Regions from separate parts of the Mus musculus genome. Here region 2 is linked to region 1. A link is a contact called in public HiChIP or PLAC-seq data. All regions are on one chromosome and are shown on one strand. The core of a region is the stretch at or near the end of the contact, and the rest is flanking DNA. Distances in the headings are between cores, read along the strand shown. Region 1 has its middle 170 kb from the start of Gm15521. Region 2 has its middle 9.4 kb from the start of Gm26435.

Region 1 (4,823 bases), core at 887-3,386:
GAGAGAGTCATCCAGGTGTCAAGTGGGGACAAGACAATCGTTAAGGTTGGCATATGACTGTCTAGGAATAGATATCATGAGTTTTTTTTACTGAGGTAAAAAAAAAGTGTGACAAAACCATTTAAATAATATTAATAAATTAAATAAAAGTATAAAGTATTTTCACAGTGTTACGTGGCTTCTTCAAACATTTTTTATCATGCCACATGCTCTATTTCCAATAAATAAAATTAATTTCCTCTTCCAGCCGTTGATATTTTCTGCTTTAATAAATGTACCAAGTTCTGGTACTTCACAATAATGGTGTCATATAATGGTGGTGTCTCTCTTTCTGATTGGTTTATTGCATGTCTTTAAAAAGACGTCCATGTTGGAACAAATATCAGAATTCCATTCTTTATTCTGGCTGAGTACTATGCCAGTGTACATACCACGTGGTACTTATCCATTTTTCTCATAGTGGACATTGAGTTATTTCTACAATTTTGGTTACTGTGTTTAATAAAGCTATGAATGCATCGTGCAGGTCCCTGGTCATGCCCAGCCTTCAGTGGGAATGCCGATTCATTTGCTAACTCTATGTGCGATCTTTGGAGGAATACTATGTAATTCTCTGTGGCAACACTGCCATCTTTACATCCTGTGTGAATTTGCATGCACGAGAGTTCCGATTTCTCTACTTCTTCACGCCTGCCGTTTTCTGGTTTTTAAATAATAGTCATCGTAATGTGTGTGAAGTAGCTTCAGATTTGCATTTCTCTAATGATTAGTATGTTTTCATGTGCTTATTGGAAAATTACCTATCTTTCTAGAGAAATGTCTACTCGGGTCCTTAGGCTAGTTTTTAAATTGTGTGTTTTGTTGTTGAATATATAAGTTTTGATTATCGGGGACTACGGAATTGGAACTAAATGTCACCACTCAGTGCGCAGGCTTATTTGTTTTCAAGTTTAATAAAACAGTTGGGCCTTACTGAGGTGTCAGTCTGGGAAGGTATTTACGTAGTGGCATTCTTGTCATCATTGCTGTCGTCCTAGTGTCTTGGTATTTCAGAGATAAGTGACACTTCTGTAGTCCCCTATGGCCAGAGGTAATAAAACTCATAGCAGATGCAGAATACCAAGCAAACTGAAAACCCAGAGAAACCACGTGAAACAATCCAAGGATGTAAATCACACATGGTGAAAGCCATTGGATTAGAAACACATTATCCTTGTCTGATTCGCTAACACCCACATGCTCCAAATAAGCTTGGAGTTTGATTTACACCCTGACATTTAAGGAAATGGGAAAGGGTGATCTAGTTCCATCTTGATAAATGCTTCCCCCAACCCCACCCTGTGTCTGCAACACCAGCCTGGGAGAACAATGGTATAGGGGAGGGTCCTAATCATATAAACAGGCACCTGGGCCAGACAGGGTAGCCCCTCAAGTGACCAGCTTTCTGCTTAGCATTGACTGGATCCTGCATCATCAAGTACAGCCAAACAGCTGTCTGGGCCGAGGATAGGAGCCAGGATTTCAGGCTTCAATTCTAGCCTTGTCTGTGTGTCTTCCCTTCTGGAGAGTGCAGACAGAACCCTTAGGTGCAGGTTGTTCCAGGATCTGCATGAAGCAACACATGTTCTGCATGAGTAGCCCAGCTGATAGAAAAGGCAGAGATGCTAGAGAAGGCAGAAATGCCGAGAAGGGGGCGGGGACATCAACAGTGACACACCTCTGCACAGAAAAGCAAATGGGCCTCTTTGTCCATCACCAGAGCCGTAGTTTAATAGCCAGGAGATTACATATTGTGTTTCCTGTGGATTTGAAGGCCTTGCTTTGGAGAGATAGATGCCCCCCAGGCAGGGTCCCCAGAGGTGGGCTATTTTCTCCTGCTCTCTCCTCCTCCCCTCCCAGAGCCTTTGCTTGCCAAGCAGTCCTGTGCCATAAACACTAATCCGTGCAGCTCATCTCGGAGGGAGGTTTAGCTGCATTTGTGAATTCAGAATGAAATCCCTCTCTTCCCCCAGTCCAAGTGAACAGCTGGCAGGAGATACTGATAGCAAGGAAAGAAGTCGTCACTTTGTTGGATGTTATCCTGAATAATAAGTGAACTGCTGACGACATTTCTGAGAGCTCCAGAAAACTGCCACCATCCAGCCTCTGCCACCACCTGGCCGCTCAGCAGAGCGAGCAGTCTCTGTGCAGCTCGAAATGTGGGTGAGCTAGAATAGATGCTAAAGGGGAAGTTGGGTAAATGTTGGGACATCGAAGCTCTGATACGGAGACAGCCCTATATACATGCACAAGCACACACACACACAAGCAGACATCCATGAGGCACTCATGCACGCGTGTGCACGTGAAACTTTACCATCCTTTGTAATGGTTAGCTTGCTGCAATCACTAGATAGATTATTAAGAATATCTGAAACTTGGTCACCTCTTCTGTAAAATGGGAGTACTAGTTTACCAAAAAGCCTGTTAGGACTAGACACCAGCGTGCGGAGGTCCACAGTCTGTCACAGGCACTCAGTGACTTATGGGTCTTTACTTCTTCACAGATAGAAAAGAAAACCGTGTGTGTACTTATCACTTTGCCTAAGTAAGAAACCTTACTGTGAGATTTTGGGGAGACGCTGGGGGCAGGAAGGGAGAGGACATTTTCTCAGCTCTGTATTCCTAGGGTGCAGAGCCATTATTGCAATGTCACTTGCAGAAGCAGTTGCAATCTGGCCACCAGTGAGCCAGGTGCCCGCCTGAGTGAGCGCCTGGAGCACAAAGCCCTTCAGAGCATGCTGAGCCCCTGATGACTGCGGACTCAGCCCGCCCCCAGCTGCACAATCACGCGGCACAAATCCCTGTATTTTCAATGGAAGGAGCCGCTCCAGTGGCTCTAAAGAGAGAAGGAACCACCACTGAACATGTCTTTAAAATTCACATCGGCTCTGCCTCTCAGGGGGCCTTGAGACTGCTTATGGAGGGAAAGTACATGATGCTCATTTATATGTGTTGTCCCTGTGGCCCAGGGTGGCCCAGGTGACAGCTGTTAGCTCTCTGGGACCACAGGAGCATGATGAGCCTCAGGCAGGAGAAGAACTTAATTAATCAGTGCATTGATTAAATACCTACTATGAGCCAGCCTCTATGATAGGCACGGTGGGAGATAGAGAACAAAAGCAGACAACCTCTGGTATCTGGAGTTCTAGCTGAGCTGCACTCGAAACACATGCAAAACGTTAGACGTCAAGGTAAGAAATGAACAAAAATCTGATCCAATAATTCTAGACGTTGCATAATACTCTGCTCCATGATTAATTGCTAAATGGTTGGCAATGACACTAAGCACTATGGGAAGAGATCAATCATTGTGCATTTACAATTGCCTTCTGCAGCCTTTGACCATAAAATGACCAGGTATTTCTAAGGATTTCCCCACCCTTGCTTATTTTTGAAGTCTGACAGTCTGTACCCTGTTATATAGATGACATAAAAATTCTTTTCTTTTTAAAGATGTATTTATTTGTTTTATGCATTTGAGTACACTGTCGCTGTCTTCAGAAACATCAGAAGAGGGCATCAGATCCCATTACAAATTGTTGTGAGCCACCATGTGGTTGCTGGGAATTGAACTCAGCACATCTGGGCAAGCAGTCAGTGCTCTTAACCGCTGAGCCATCTCTCCAGTCCCAACATAAGCATTCTTACTAGATGCCCCCATCCACTCCCATTCTACAAGTGCATGTCTGGTCCTTACACAGCCAGAGGGAGAGGGGGAAGAAATGCAATCCAACTAGAAGTCAACGTGTCCAGTCCTCTGTACTAATAATATGCCTCAGCACAGCTCTCATACACCCTGACACAGTCTATGCAGCTAGCTTTCTCTTGACACTACCAAGTACCCAAAGTCAAGACCTGGGATGCTTGGACATGGATCTTCTCCTTTGCATAGAATGGTGACTGGCACTCAGCAGTCCCTTCAACACATGGTTGAATGAATGTTCATACAATTCTACTGACTTAATGGATCCTCACTGCCAACACATATATACAAGGGAACTGTGAAATGAGGACAATGTGTTTCCAGAAAGAAAGGAGCCTCCGATATCAAAAAAAGATTATATTACAACCATCAAGGCTTGGAACTCACCATATATTTCCTCCTTACTTGAAGAAGAATTCGGTAGAATGAGGGCAGTTCTTTGTTATGTTCCATTGAATAGGTTCTTTGCTCCTGCACCAATGGCAGTATGCTGGATTTCATTTAGGTTGCAGAATAAAAGAAGGGTGGTCATCCGAAGCAGGAGAGTGCAACAGCCTAGTGTCACTAACAGTTCCATACCTACAAGGTGGACATTGTGCAGCATAGTAATAGGGACATTGATGGCACACAAATGACCAGAGCCCAAGAAATATCTGCTGAGCATATACTACATGTTCTCAGCACTGACCAGGTTACTGTATGGAGAATGCACCCAGAATATGATCCAGAATGTATTAAGCATGTTGTAATGGCTGATCTTCATCATAAACTTGACTGGATTTGGAATCACCAAGGCGACACATATCTGAGCAAGTATTTGAGGTATTTCTAGAGTTTAATTGAGGAAGGAAGATACACCATCAATATGGATCTGAATGTGTGCAGATTTGACATTCCATAGGGCCAGACTGGAGATATAAATAAAAGTATAAGATACTATGTATTCATCCCTGCTTCCTCACTCAAGATGCAGCAGAACCAACTGCTTCTCACTCCTGCCATCGCAGCTAGAGTGACACCCTCCCCTCTCGTCCCACACCATGATGGACTCGACTCTCAGTTGCTGAGCCAAAGTAAA
Region 2 (4,823 bases), core at 1,434-3,933, 500 kb before region 1:
CCAGATCTTTCTGGAAGGTAACTTGTTCTGTAAGGAGGGATCAACCATCTTGTCCTGACCTCGCTTTTCGAATGTATCCTTTCTTTCTTCCGTATGAAGGAAAAGTAGGCGTTATCCCCAAAGGAGGTTACGTGCAGAAGTCTTGTGCCAGATTGGCCCTTCTGTGAAAACTATATCTGTGTGAAAGGAAACACAGAGATTTAGGGGATATGATTGAGGGTGTTAGATCTTAACCATCCTATCGATTACTTGCGTCTCAGGCACACTCAGTTACCCAGCAGCCAATCAGTGTGGACTCAGCTTTGACACAACTTTAAGAGCAGGCTACCTTTGATCTCTTTCTAATTCCGTAGCCTGTGTCAAGATGCCTTTAGCATCCCACCAGTTCTCAGCACCACCAGGACATTTATTTGATTCTGGGTCATCTGGAATGGTCACGTCATATGTGTGATAAAGTCTAGTGACAGAATTTGTTAGGATAACTTAACCTAATTTTCTCTTTTGTTCACAAAGAAAAGCAAGGTGGAGTAGTTTTCCAGATAACATATAGAGGTGGGACTCTGGTTTTCTCATTGGACATCCAGGGCTCTTTCTTAGAAACTCAGCATCTCCTTTCCCCTCTGAATCATTTGTTATATTACTACCTGTGATCTCAGGATGCCTTCTCTCTGAATCATGATTTTTATTGCTGTCTATGACCTCAGCATGCTTTTTCTTATTAATTTCTCTTGGTCCCCGGATATAAATATCATTCTTCCCCAATTTTGCTAATGGACTTTAAATAACATTACCACCCCCAGTCTTATGACTTGGGTTCATTTTCTCCTTATTTTTTTTTCTGATTTTTTTTCTTAAACTCATCTTATTTTTTTGCAGGTGTAAATGGGCAGTTACAATTCCATGGACTAACCAGTTCAGTTTCATTTATTTCTTCTCAATATTTCAATCTCATTGATATGCAACTCTTGATAGCCCCCAAATTCTTTTTCTTGTACAATTCCTAAATATTTAAAGATTAACATCTTTAAAAGAAAATGAAAAGCCCTTCTCTTCCACACTTCTTCTCACCTCTTGTCCCCACTTCTTCATGTCATCTTGTTGTTCTTGCTTGTGGAGAGCCAGTGATGGATTCTGTTACAGACTCTCCCTTGCTGGCCATGCTGTTTACCTGGAAGGCATTCTCTTTTATAGTAGGATTGGAAAAGTATGACACTTAAACTTATTGATGTGTTAGAGACAGCTGTTTACATGACTTAATGGCACGGCTACAAGCTTCTAATATCTATCTTGCTCCATCTTGGCTTCCTAGTTCCTTTGTGTAGGAGTCATGTATTTTTTTGAGAAGGACAGTAAAAATATGAAACTTGACTTATGAGTTTCATGCAAGGCCACCCCCATGAAGGGAATGTATTTGCACATTTCTGTCCCTGCTTTGGGCCTCCTCACAGAACTTTAGGCATTCTCTGGAGTCTTAGCTCTGTACAGTTATCATTTTTACCAGGTTTAATATTATACCAGGTCGGATTCCCTAGCCTAGCTCAGTGGCATCTCTCAGTCAAGGCTGGTAACATTTACACTCAAAGGAGTTCTGTATACCTGCAAACAGACGGGGGGAAAGAAGCATCCAGATTGTCTCTCTAGAGGATGGCTGAAGGAGTCAGACTCTAGGAATAGAGAAACTTGAAGTTAATGAACAATGCCAATGAACCAAAGACCTTGGCAACTGCCAGAGATTCATGTATGGGCTGGGGTTTGAAAACTATGCCAGTATCACTGGCAAATGAATTCAGCTGGAAGGTACGACTGCTGCACGGCATATTGGGAGGCCATTCGAAGGTGACTAATTAATATTAATCAAACCTCAGTGGGTAGTGTCTCCACTCTGTGTTGTCCATAGCTTTTCTATCATTCTATGTAATTTAATGAATTTATACATATTTTTATTTTCTACCCTATTTCTCTTCTGTTATTCTTTCTGTGCTGGCGAGTGAGCTGAGCACCTTGGGTTAAAGCTGGACCAGACAGAACACATATGTGTGTTGATGGCTTTTCTCTGGCCCAAACAGACCACAGACCACAGCTGATTCTATAGGCTCGCATATATTGAATATATATATATATATATATATATATATATATATATATATATATATATATATATGCATGCATGCTGCAGGGTTGTCTGCAAGCCTTTGATAACAAATAGAATAATACTGTTTATATGCACATGGGGAAAGACTTGACTATCAGAACCGAGCTCTTCACGGCATAATTACAACTTGCTGAGCACCGTGGCTCTGGTGAACAATGAAGATATAATCAGTGCACCTATTTGTCCTCCTGGATTCCAGCTGCTAAAGCAATTTCTTTTTCACAGAACCGACAATTTTGTGGTTCTTGTGAAAATCCACCGTTTCCCCTGAAATCCTGTGAAATGGAGCTTGCCAGTGGAAGCGCCGGGAAGCAGCCCGGCTCTCGCATCACCTCCATGAAATTAGGCTGCTCATATTTCCAGCACTGCTATCCTGATTGCATGTTTGTTTAAAATGACAGTTGATGTTGTGTATCTCTTTCATTAGGGAGGCTCAATGATCTTGACATTATTAACTAACTGCAGCACTCGCTGCATATAAACACTAATCCGCAGAGACAGCTCGGATAGTACTCGAAGCAAAAGCAGGCTCTTTGAAAGGAGGAACAGGAGAGGGATCTGGGCCATATGCGGAATTTGGCAGGTTTATTATCAGCCGTTCACAAGCCAGCCATTTTTAGGAGGTCTGAATACCGTGTTTCCCAGAGATACATACATACTGCCCTCTGGGTGGGAGCCCTTAAGGTTGCCAGATAAGATGAAGGAAATTGGAGCTTGCTAGAGGAAGAAAGAAGTCTGTAAGAGATGGGATGGGCTCTTTTGGTCTCTCCTTCTTTGCATACCAGCTGCATTAGGCTTCTAGCGCCAAATAATGAGTCAGATTAGGCAGAGCTGTTCCTCTATTTTCAAGGTATTTTAACCATATAAGCATTTGGAGCATCTATTCTAAATGGCCAGTGCGTGGTTGGGTACACTGTGTTTTCTCATTCTTTGCCCGTGGAGGATACCAGTCCTATCATGTCCAGGAATGCTTGTGGTAGTGAAAGACACAGTCGACTTCCACATCTCTTCCACAATCCCACTTATTTGTGGTTATTTTCCCTTGCCGTGGCCTTTTGACTTGTCCCATTTATTTACTGATCCTCTGCCTTGCAGATCATGGGATACTCTGCCTGAGCTCCGATTCTGCTCAGCCTTGCTCTTTTCTTATCCAGCTTCTTCCCAATCTGTCCCATTCAGTCCACACCTACCCTCTCCCATCCCCAGCCACCTGCCTTCTCATACATAGCCTTTCCTGGGAAGCTTATAAGTCTTTTGGGTCTCAAAAAACCGACCTGACCCCACTGTCCACCATGCTTCTCTTGAAGCCCTCTGTCTGGCATATGCTTGACCCTTGTTCCATTCTTATGGTGAGAATGGGAGCAATAGCAGAACAACGGTGTCTCTTGGGAAGGGAGGGATACAGGAGGGAGTTATGCTAGGTTTGTTAATAATGGGGGTCAGCCTTGGCTTCCCAAGATCACTGCTCTAGCCCCTTTGCTTCACTTATTCTCTTCCCCAGAGACGTCAATAATTGCTACTTGCTCAGTCTTTGTTAGAACAGAGAATAGGCAGGTGGGAATCCGCTCCTGAAAATGTCATGTACCACGTGGGGGCAGCAGAGAGTTGAAAAAGGGTCTCTAGACCGCCATGCAGGTTTAAGCTCCCTTTGAGTCCTGGATTGTATATTTACTGAACTTCCAAAATCTAGTTTGAGGTTCACATGGAACCAAGAAAGCTATATACCAGCAGTTCATATACATGTTGCAGGTTGTAGAATCCATCCACATAGAAGAGTCTGACAATATGTTTTCAGTTTGCCCAGGACAGTCTCAATTTACAGTCAAAATACTGGGTTGATTATTACTCTCCCTTCTCTTTCGGATGAATTTGGGTTTGCATGGTTGATTATACTGGTCACGCTATTCGTAAACTGTTTGATGTCATTAACTTCGGGAGAGGGTGGGGTCAGGGATGAGCAAATCAGAAGGGTAAGGATGATGATTTCTATGTCTAAGCAAAGATGAATTTGGAAAATGAATGCAGCAAGCAAACAGGTCAATTAAGAAGAATATGTAATCAAAGCAAAATGCAGGAGCCAGAGATGCAATGAGAGAAGCTTGATGTCCAGGAAAGTAAAACTTGGGGACCGTTCTCCAGAGGCATCAGGGAGGATAGGCAGGGCCTTTGGAAGGGAGGATAGGCAGGGAGGATAGGCAGGGCCTTTGGAAGTGGGCGCCTTGAGTGAGAAAGGAGTTGTAATTTCCAGGTATGGTTTAGATAGCAGTTGCTTATGAACCAGCATTTTCTTTCCCTGCTTTTCCCTTGAGTCTGTCTTATGGACTTTAGAGACAAATAAGGATCAAACAGGACTCCTGCCAAGAGAGAGAAAAATATATTATTCTCTTTTTTCCAAAGGGCTCTTGTGGGATTCGTTAATTTCTCAAACATAAGAGTTGAGTTGGTGTCAATCATACAGGGGAAGGCCACCGTCTGCCAGAGGCCCTTTGTCCTTTTGGAAAATTACTGAACTGTGGTATATCAAAGCTATATGCAAACAAAAATCAATTGCTTGTGATTCCAACTCTGACCGCAAAGTCAATAAGAATGACAAGGATAAATTTGTTCTTCCTCTAAATGCTCTTGGAACATAAATGGAGTGAAGCTACAGTATGGAAGGATGCAGTTGGGG

What was found. HiChIP or PLAC-seq counts read pairs in DNA pulled down with a chosen protein or histone mark.
Region 2: an H3K27ac HiChIP or PLAC-seq map of SST interneurons shows a contact between it and region 1, with 8 times the contacts expected there. The contact joins two enhancer-like sites. A contact is called at or near these places in 3 of 484 Hi-C or Micro-C datasets (cerebral cortex, cortical neurons and forebrain) and 3 of 115 datasets of contacts at active chromatin or transcription factors (SST interneurons, astrocytes and embryonic basal ganglia).

Annotation. Positions count from the first base shown.
Region 1 is chr9:29,800,469-29,805,291 of GRCm38.p6, reverse strand. It overlaps a transcript of Ntm not described here. Among named protein-coding and RNA genes, the nearest start is that of Gm15521, 170 kb to the right of the region's middle. Within about 2 kb of position 2,136, at least 47 of the 459 cell types and tissues checked have an H3K27ac peak or open chromatin away from gene starts, as enhancers often do. A contact at or near this core is called in SST interneurons, where this site is marked.
Region 2 is chr9:30,298,966-30,303,788 of GRCm38.p6, reverse strand. No RefSeq gene overlaps it. Among named protein-coding and RNA genes, the nearest start is that of Gm26435, 9.4 kb to the right of the region's middle. Within about 2 kb of position 2,683, at least 6 of the 459 cell types and tissues checked have an H3K27ac peak or open chromatin away from gene starts, as enhancers often do. A contact at or near this core is called in SST interneurons, where this site is marked.